Linked DNA regions of Sus scrofa: region 2 is linked to region 1. The links are chromatin contacts, called in public Hi-C maps. All regions are on one chromosome and are shown on one strand. The core of a region is the stretch at or near the end of the contact, and the rest is flanking DNA. Distances in the headings are between cores, read along the strand shown.

Evidence for each region. A called contact is a pair of places that touch in the nucleus more often than the background predicts.
Region 2: a contact with region 1 is called in a Hi-C map of omental adipose tissue, with 2.0 times the contacts expected there. The contact joins the promoter of CACHD1 here to the enhancer-like site in region 1. A contact is called at or near these places in 12 of 47 Hi-C or Micro-C datasets (brain, embryonic fibroblasts, fetal heart ventricle and 6 more) and 1 of 2 datasets of contacts at active chromatin or transcription factors (skeletal muscle).

What each region holds. Positions count from the first base shown.
Region 1 is chr6:147,785,175-147,789,628 of Sscrofa11.1, reverse strand. It overlaps CACHD1 (VWFA and cache domain-containing protein 1), which reads left to right. Exons shown (of 28, transcript XM_021096540.1): 23 at 1-124; 24 at 1,900-2,061; 25 at 3,266-3,343. Among named protein-coding and RNA genes, the nearest start is that of RAVER2, 65 kb to the right of the region's middle. Within about 2 kb of position 2,223, at least 2 of the 83 cell types and tissues checked have an H3K27ac peak or open chromatin away from gene starts, as enhancers often do. A contact at or near this core is called in omental adipose tissue, where this site is marked.
Region 2 is chr6:148,008,560-148,013,013 of Sscrofa11.1, reverse strand. It overlaps CACHD1 (VWFA and cache domain-containing protein 1), which reads left to right and starts at 2,098. Exons shown (of 28, transcript XM_021096540.1): 1 at 2,098-2,957. The coding sequence starts at 2,718.

The DNA.
Region 1 (4,454 bases), core at 974-3,473:
TGGTGCATGGTGGACAGCGATGGCAAGACCCACCTGGACAAATCCTACTGTGCGCCCCAGAAAGAATGCTTCGGGGGGATTGTTGGAGCCAAAAGTCCCTATGTCGATGACATGGGGGCAATAGGTATGTTTGAGGGGGAACCCAAAATATTTTGATACTCGAATGCATATTTTCTTGCCCCTCTCCTAAGACGAAAATCTTAAAATGATTCTCCATCCTACTTCCCTGATTCCTTTGCCAGTAGGTTTTAGTCGCAAAACCGAGGCAAATAATGACTTTCAAAGCTGGCTAGATAATTCTGTGCAGCAGAGTGAAGGGCCATCTTTCCTGCCGAATTGTGCAAGCCTGGAAATTCGTTTCCACAGAGCTTGTTCTGAGAAGTAGCAGGTCTGATTTCTGCATGGCTGAACTGCAGAGTTGGTATGAACGCGAATCCCAGCTGTCCAAAGCGCGGGGCCAGTGGTGGAGTGACCACAGCCCCTCTGTTCTGCAGCTGCACCGCTTCTGAAGGCAGAAGCCCTATGGTTCCAAGTCAGTATTTCAGGCCTTGGGGATAACAGAAGCCAGTGCTATCCAATGCCCAGGATGGCTTGAGGCGGAGGCGGGGTGGGGACTATGATACTCTTAGGAGGATTGATGCTGGGATCAGGCCCCAAGACCTCAAAAATACTGCTGTGTGCCTCCCCTGAGATTCTCCTTCGGGACTGAACACAAGCTCCTCAGGCTTAGTTGGCAGGTGAATAGATATCTAAACCTTTGGCTCACGCTTCATTCTAACATCTCCCCGCAGTATCCCAACAGTAGAAGAAGGCGGGAAGGGGTCTGAGGTCACATACAACGGTGGGACCAGGTTAGGACCTGGATGAAGGGACCATGCTCTAAGAAGTCACCTTTTTTTTTTAATGGTCTTTTAGGGCCGCACCTGTGGCATATGGAGGTTCCCAGGCTGGGAGTCAAATCAGAGCTGCAGCTGCCGGCCTACACCACAGCCACAGCAAGCTGGCATCCGAGCCTCATCTGCGACCACAGCTCATGGCAACACCAGATCCTCAACCCGCTGAGCAAAGCCAGGGATTGCACCCACATCCTCATGGATACTAGTCGGGTTTGTGAACCACTGAGCCACAGCGGGAACTCCCAGAAGTCACTTTATATGCCCACGTGCAGGTTTCCACTGAAAAGCTCAAATGGTGTTTTAAAAGGAACCTGTGAGCTTTGAAATGTGATCCTTCTGGGGAGGTCATATGCCTGACCCACTGAAGTAAATGGTATCAGGTAAATACATGCTGAGAGACCCACACTGCCCGCCCTCACCTGGGTACTAAGAGTAGCCCACACCCCAGAGCTGAGCCCCTCAGCTGGGCACTACATGTATAAGTATACTCCAGTCTCCTGCTTTTTTGGGGCTTTTTTTAGGGCTACACCTGTGGCACATGGGAGTTCCCAGGCCAGGGGTCTAATCAGAGCTGCAGCTGCCAGCCTATGCCACAGCCACAGCAACACCAGATCCGAACCACCTCTGCGACCTATGCCACAGCTCGTAGCCACACCAGATCCTTAACCCACTGAGCGAGGCCAGGGATCAAACCCACATCCTCTTGGATACTAATCAGGTTCTTAACCCACTGAGCCACAATGGGAACTCCCCACCCGCTTATTTTCCCAGGCCTTGCCGATGGTGTCCTTGTTCTGCCAAGTAGCCACCATCGAATTTAAGCACCAGGAATGAAAGGCAGCCACTATGCCCGTGTCCTGATGGGTGGCCTTAAAGGAATGCAAAGCTTAAGGCAGCTGATTCTACGTCTTCACTAAATCCCTTCCCGCTGTCTCACCCCCATCCCCAGCATCCCCCTCCCGCGGGAAAGCTTTACGAAGGGCCTCTGTTTGTTTTAATGAAGGTGATGAGGTTGTCACGTTGAACATGATTAAAAGCGCCCCAGTGGGCCCCGTGGCCGGAGGCATCATGGGCTGCGTCATGGTCCTGGTCCTCGCCGTGTACGCCTACCGCCATCAGATCCATCGGCGCAGCCACCAGCACATGTCTCCTCTCGCTGCCCAAGGTGAGCTCGAGGTGACTCCCAAAGCTTCTGAAGGAGGCAGCAGGCTTCCTGGGGAGGCTGCCAGGCCGGAAGGATGGGGACCCATTGGAAGCCTTTACGCTCCTGTAAGAACAGCTCTGTGTCTTTTGCTCCCGTGGAGTCGATTCTGAAGTCTCCAAAGCCTGCTTCTCTCTTTCACTCCCAGCTCAGTCTTTAGGGCCTAAACCCCACAAGCCCCATCTGATGCCTCAGAAAATCCCCAGATCCTCTTGTCCTTACACAGCTTTCGCCCACCACGGCCGGCCTCCGGAAGAAGCCAGTCGGGGGGCTGGGGTGCGAGTGGGAAGTAGCATTCCTCACTCGGCTCAAAGAGGCTGCTTTTGCTGTTCCAGAAAGACAGACCAAAGATACCTCAGATCGCTATTGGCAAGAAGGTGAATCTCTTCTATTTACAGCTGTTATTGTAGCGTGTGAATGGAAACCATTCAAAGGAACTTCTTAGGAGGGGATACGTACTGGAAGTCAGATACAGAATGATTCATTGGCAACCGTGGCTTCCATACCAAGAGTTAAATGGGGTATCTCTGCTCCCTGGCAAGACAAAACCATGTAATGACCATCTGTATCCTCCCTAAAGCCCGAGGGATGTGTTCCCCTGACCTCTGTGGAGATAAGACTCATGCATGATTTTTCTGAAATTGGTCAGAAGCCTGGCAGCCGTCATGATAAGTTGATGCTGGACTATTTCACTGTGGTCACAGCCTGACCGGGGATCCTGGGATCACATGGTCTGACTTGGTAGCAAGCTCTTGGTAAGATCCGGTTAGAGCCAGGCTCCCTGTCTTCATCCAGGATTCCCTCGGCTCGGCTTTTCAAGGATGCTGTTAACATCAGCGTCATCAGCCGAGGTCTTAGACCCCTTCCTTCCCTTTCCAGCACATGAGGAGAGGATTAAAGATCTCTTAGCCTCAATCCACTTCTCTTCTCTTTCTGGCTTCAGAAATCGATCTCAGGTGCCCCTCCTGATGCTTCGCCTCTTGTTCTCCCTCTTGTGATTCTTGCTTAAAACAAATAGATTCCTCCTTAAAACAAATTAGATGGGGCGTCAGTTCATTCCCGTTGGAACGCTGTCGCCCAGCCATCACACGAGCCCTCTGCAGGGTCTTGATGTGGGTGACGTTTTTCGATGACATAATCGTGTTTCTCTCTTTTTAACGACGGGCAGAAATGTCAGTGCGTATGTCCAACCTGGAGAACGACAGAGACGAAAGAGATGACGACAGCCACGAGGACAGAGGCATCAGTGAGTATCCGGCCGGGCTCTGCGACCGTGTCAGAGGAGGCTAATCTGTAACAGAGAGCCTTTTTTTTTGCTTTTTAGGGCCACGCCTTCAGCATGTGGACGTTCCCAGGCTAGGGGTCCAATCTACAGCTGCCAGCCAACATCACAGCCACAGCAACGCAGGATCCAAGCTGCGTCTGTGACCTACACCACAGCTCATGGCACCGCTGATCCTTAACCCGCTGAGCAAGGCCAGGGATGGAACCTGCATCCTCATAGTTACAGGTCATTTCCACTGAGCCAGGATGGGAACTCCCCAGATAGTCTTTCTTGTGTTGAAACTTAAGGTGCTTTGATATGATGGGATTCTTTCCCTGCCGCCCCTTCTCTCCCCGTTTTCATCAGAGTTAAAGCATAGGCATTGGCTTTGTTTTAGGAAAATCTCAGAAGTTTTCATGATGTTCTTTGTTACATTAAGTGCTTTGGTCTAAAACACCTCACCCTTCCTTCTGTTTATCTTCCTCATTACTTTCCAACGTAGTATTTTAGAAAGGGAATCATCAACTCTGCGTTTTTTAAAATCCCTTAACTAATGTCTACAACTTTGGGGGAGGTAAACAAAGCACTTTCTACATCAAAAGAGAGAGTTCCATTCATGTTGAGATACTCTGGCCTTCACTGTTTAGTGTATGTCTTTTTCGTTTTGTTTTGTTTTTGCTTTTTAGGGCTGCACCGGTGGCATATGGAGGTTCCCAGGCTAGGGGTCGAACCAAAGCTGTAGCTGCTGGCCTACGCCACAGTCACAGCAACATCAGATCCAAGCCACCTCTTCGACCTATACCACAGTTCAGAGCAACGCCAGATCCTCAACCTACTGAATGAGGCCAGGGATCGAACCTGAAACCTCATGGTTACTAGTCAGATTGGTTTCCACTGTGCCACGAGGGAAGTCCTGTTTGGTGTCTATCTTGTTGGTGCATGTTGGAGAGACGTAATTGGGGATCTCTGCTGCCCCAGTCCCAAAATCAACTCCACTGACCCTCAGAATTTTTGAAAAATGGCTTATTCTAGCTTCCCTAGGAATAATTCCCCCACCAGTAAATGAACCTGCTCGGGGCAAGCGCACTGGACG
Region 2 (4,454 bases), core at 849-3,348, 220 kb before region 1:
CCGTGATAAGGAGCTGCAGTCAGCCAATGGGATACAGATGGAGAGCAGGGGATGGATAAGTGAGATATACAGGGAGTGGATGTAGGAAGGGAGGTATCTAGCTTGGAGAGGGGTGACATCCACCCGGATTTGCGGTGGGGTATCGATTTAGGTGGAAAGCAGGAGAAATCTAAAATGAGTTTGAATTCAAGTGTATCTAGTAGAGAAGTCAGCAAGCAGCTGGAATTTGGGAAATCCCTCTGAAACGGTAGATAAATTTTGTTTAGAAGTTTGCAACATTCTGATGTTGTGGTGATAATTGAAGGCATGAGCATTCTCAAAAAAAAAAAAAAAAAGTAAAAAAAGAAGACATAGAATTAGAATCCCAAGAAGTAGGACTCCAGGAAGTAACTGTACAAAGCGTATGGGTGAAGATGGAGAAACCATTTTGAAATCATTTCAGAAGGATGGATTTGAGATGTGTGACAATTTTCATTATAGTAAACTTGAAGAGCCAAAGATCAATAATGTTAGCTGCCATTTATCACTTTTGTTTTTTGTTTTTCTCTTCCGCTTACCACATAGACTAGCATGTTTCCTATCACTAATTAATTATCATGGGCAACGGTCTAACAATAAAAAATAGAAGTTATAGGATCATCTTGCTACCAAATGTCGGTTCAACTCTGGGATAGAAGACAACAGATAGATTTCTTTTGATCCCATCATGAATTCAAGAATCATTTTTTACAGAATCTACTTTGTGCTTGGTACCGAGTGAAGGGTGGGTGATGGAAAGGTGGACTGGTCCTTGCCCTCAATAAGCTTGCCTTTGTTCCAGGATGTGTTATGTAACATGAGCACTGCAGATAATAAATGATGGTGTTCCAAGAGTCCCCTGTGCATCTCTCAAAGGGGCCTGGAATGGAGAGTGTAACAAAATGAAAACGCATCGTACAGCAGAGACCACACAGACTAGGGAATTCAGAACTAAGAAACAATCACTAGACAAAAGGGACCAGGGAAAGCTTACAGAAGGTGAGTTTTTAATACAGTGTAGTCAGAACAGTACAGCAGAAGGTTTTGCTGTAAAGTGAAGAGAACACCAAATCCAGGTTTGAATCCTGCTATGGCTCTGGAGGTAGCCTTCATCTTCCTGGAGGTGGCTGTGTCCTCTAGGAACCCACCAGCAGGAACCTAATGAAGCTTGGAAGGATATCGGTTTTACCACCCCCATCTCCCACCCCATCCCCTTGTTCTAGGTGCTTCCAACAGGTGATTTCTCTGAGAGCCTGGGCCAGGAGTGAGAAGGTGCCAAGTATTCTGCCTTCCCGTGTTTCAGAGGAGAGATTGTGGGGCAAATTCCACCTCAATAGTTTTGTGGGGGTTTGTTTGTTTGTTTTTTGCTGTTGATGGGATCCAGTGGTTCATTTCCAAAGAGAACCTGAAAGAACTCTGTCCTATTTAAGAGCAAGAGCCTCGGATCTGCTTAAATTCTGGATTTGCTTCTTATCCCCTGGGTGACCTTCGGCAATTTATTCCACCTCTCTAAGCCTCGGTCTTTGTTACCTAAAATTTTGGGATAAAGATACGTACCTCACAGGGATGTGGTGGGGATTAAGGATAATGTATACAAACCCCAGAGCACTGAGCGGGGCACACAGTAGTTGGTTAAAAAAAAGAAAAAAAGAAAAAAAAAATCTGCTGATCCAACGATTGCTAGCTATTGTTATTAATAACATCGAAGAAAAGCAGGGAACGCACAAAAACGCCAGTCTCCTCCTTTCCCAATCTCTGCCAGGCAGAAAGCCAGCGTCCTAGAACTTAAAGGGACTTTCGATGGGTGGGATCTTGAGCGGGTGGGACCCCAGAGTCCCTCGCGTGAGGGCGGAGGCGGAGGGAGGCGGTGAGAGCCGGGGTGGGTGGCAGTCCCGGGCGACCAGAAGGCCCCAGTGACCCCCGACCCGGGCTGGGCTGGTACCCAAGCCGAGAGCCTGCCCTAGGGCCCGCGGTGTCTCGAGGGGCCGGTTCTAAGGCGGGAGCGGGGAGAGAGAGGAGGGGCGACCGGGGAATGTCCCCGCCTCTCTCCCTGCTTCCATAAATCACCGCAGCCGCGGCGGCGGCCGCGCCGGGAAGTGCACGGAGCCGGAGCGCAGCGTGGTGGCACCAGACACCTCCCTTTCCCAGCCGCTGGCTTTCTTCAGTGGTTTTTTTTTTTTTTTTTTTCTTTCTTTCTTTTTTTTTTTTTTTTAAACCTCCCCTCTCCCTCCTCGCTCGGGTGGCTGCCCCTGCCTCGCAGCGCGATCGCCGCTCCTCCTCCGCGGGTGCAGCCGCCCGCCCTCGCCGCCGCCTCGCTCGGCCGGAACCCGCGGGAAGCGAAAGCTCGGCGGCTTCGCCTTGTCAGCCCCGCGGCCGCGCACCGGGTGCAGACGCCGCGGCTCTGCCCGTCTCCCGCCACCCCGCGGGGGCCGCGCCGGCGCCGGGGTCCCGGGGACGACTGGGGCGGCCGCTTCCTCTCCGGCCGCGGCCGCGGGAGCCCGGCGATGGTGGCCGCCCGCGCTCCCGCGCCGTAGCCGGGCGCCCCCTAAGTTTGGGAGCCGCCGCGGCGCGGGGAGGCGACTGCAGAAGGGCGAGAAAGTTTTACGGGGTGCGCCGAGCGGGCCCTGGGCGCACCTCCCGGGGCTCCCTCCCCGCTTCCCGGTGCCTGGAGCCCGTCGGCGGGGAGTGGGGGAGGCGGCATGGCCCGTGAGCCGGAGGAAGAGGAGGCGGCGGGGGCCGCTGCCCTGGCCCGCGGGGGTCGGGGCTCGCTCCGCCGGATTGGGGCGCGGCGGCCGCCCCTCTGGCTGCTCTGCTTGGCGGCAGGCTGGCTGCTGGGCGCCGGGGCCGACGCCGACTTCTCCATCCTGGACGAGGCGCAAGTGCTGGCGAGCCAGATGCGGAGGCTGGCGGCGGAGGAGCTGGGGGTTGTCACCATGCAGGTAAGGGCCCCCTTCGCGCCCACGAACTTGCCAGGTATCCTGTCTGTCCCCGCGCAGAACCCGGTCCCACCCCCAGTCCTGGTCCCCTTGTGTGCTCACCAACGTCGCTGGCATGCCCAGAGCCCCCTTTTCCCGTACACCTCTGCCCTCTCCACGGACCCCTGACTACACATCAACTTCTCTTACAGGCACTTGGGCCCCCTTCTTTTTCTCCTCTCCAGAAGCCCCTGCCCTTTGCACCGCACCCACTCCCCCCCCCCCGGCACAGCTCCATGATCTCGACAGGATTCTCGGGTTCCCTCACACCTCCCTTGCTAATTTGCACGAATTACCCCGCCGTCTTGTGTTACCCCGCCACCCCTGCAAACTCCCCTTCCCTCTTTGTGTTCCCATCCCTGGGCAGACGGCCCCGCCTGGCTCAGACGACCTTCTTTCCCCTTGACTACCTCCTCGGGTCCCCCGACCGAGGCCCACCGATGGGCTCCGAGAGGGAAGGCACCGCCGCGTGCGCAGCTGCTCCAGGGCCACCTGGGTCCCGGCGGAGCGGCCGGGGGCGTGGACTCTGGGCTCCCTTTCCCGGCCCGGGTGCCCTGGGGGAGGGGCTGGCTTGGCAGACTCCGGGTAGATTTGCAGACTCGTCCCGCGTGGGGGACTTCTTTGGTGCTTTCCGCTGTTGCTGCTGTCGGTTGCGGGCTGTCCGCTCTCTTTTTTTGTTGTGTGTATGCCTTTTGGCGGGGAGGAAGAAGGGAGCATCGTGGCTAAGAGTCGCCTTTCTCTAAATTGTTTACCAGGTCCGTCCTCCCCAGGAGAGGAAGGGGGGGGGCTAAGGAAAGAGTGCCCGAGGCTAGTAAGGCATCCTGAAGATGTTACTCTTAAGGAACAGTAGTAAAAAAAAAAAAAAAAAAAAAAAAGGCTAAATAGCAACCACCTGGAGATTCCATCGCGCCCTTTTTTTAACCTCCTTGGCCGGAAAGGCCTGCTCCATTAGGAGGAGAGGCTGCGAAGACATCCCGAGTCCGAAACCTTTGCTCTGTCTCATCCTTTTGCCTATTCTAACCGCAATAATGGTGATAAATGTGGTCTTCGAAAGAGCGACGTTTCCAGGAATGTGTTCTTGGAATAGGTTTCTGATTTCGAGTCTATGCTGACCATCCTTCTACCTCCCACCGCGAGAGGTGTTTTAAGTCACTTGGGATTCAGGTTTCTGATTTTTTTTTTTTAAACCTCCCTCCCTCATCCCCCACCCACCACCCGAGTCCCTTCCCAGCATGATAGCGCCGTTCCAAGGACTTTTACCACTGTAGTAAAAGATGATTGGTTTTCTGTTTTTGTTGAGCGAAGCGAGGTTCAAGAGTGGATGGTTAGCCTGAAAGAGAATTCTGTGTTTATTTGTAGACACCGGCCCTGAAGTGCCATAGAGTCTGATTCTTCTTCATTTGCATAACAGTGGACAAGCTTTTCAGATAGGTCATTTAACTTTTCTTTGCAGATCTTTTA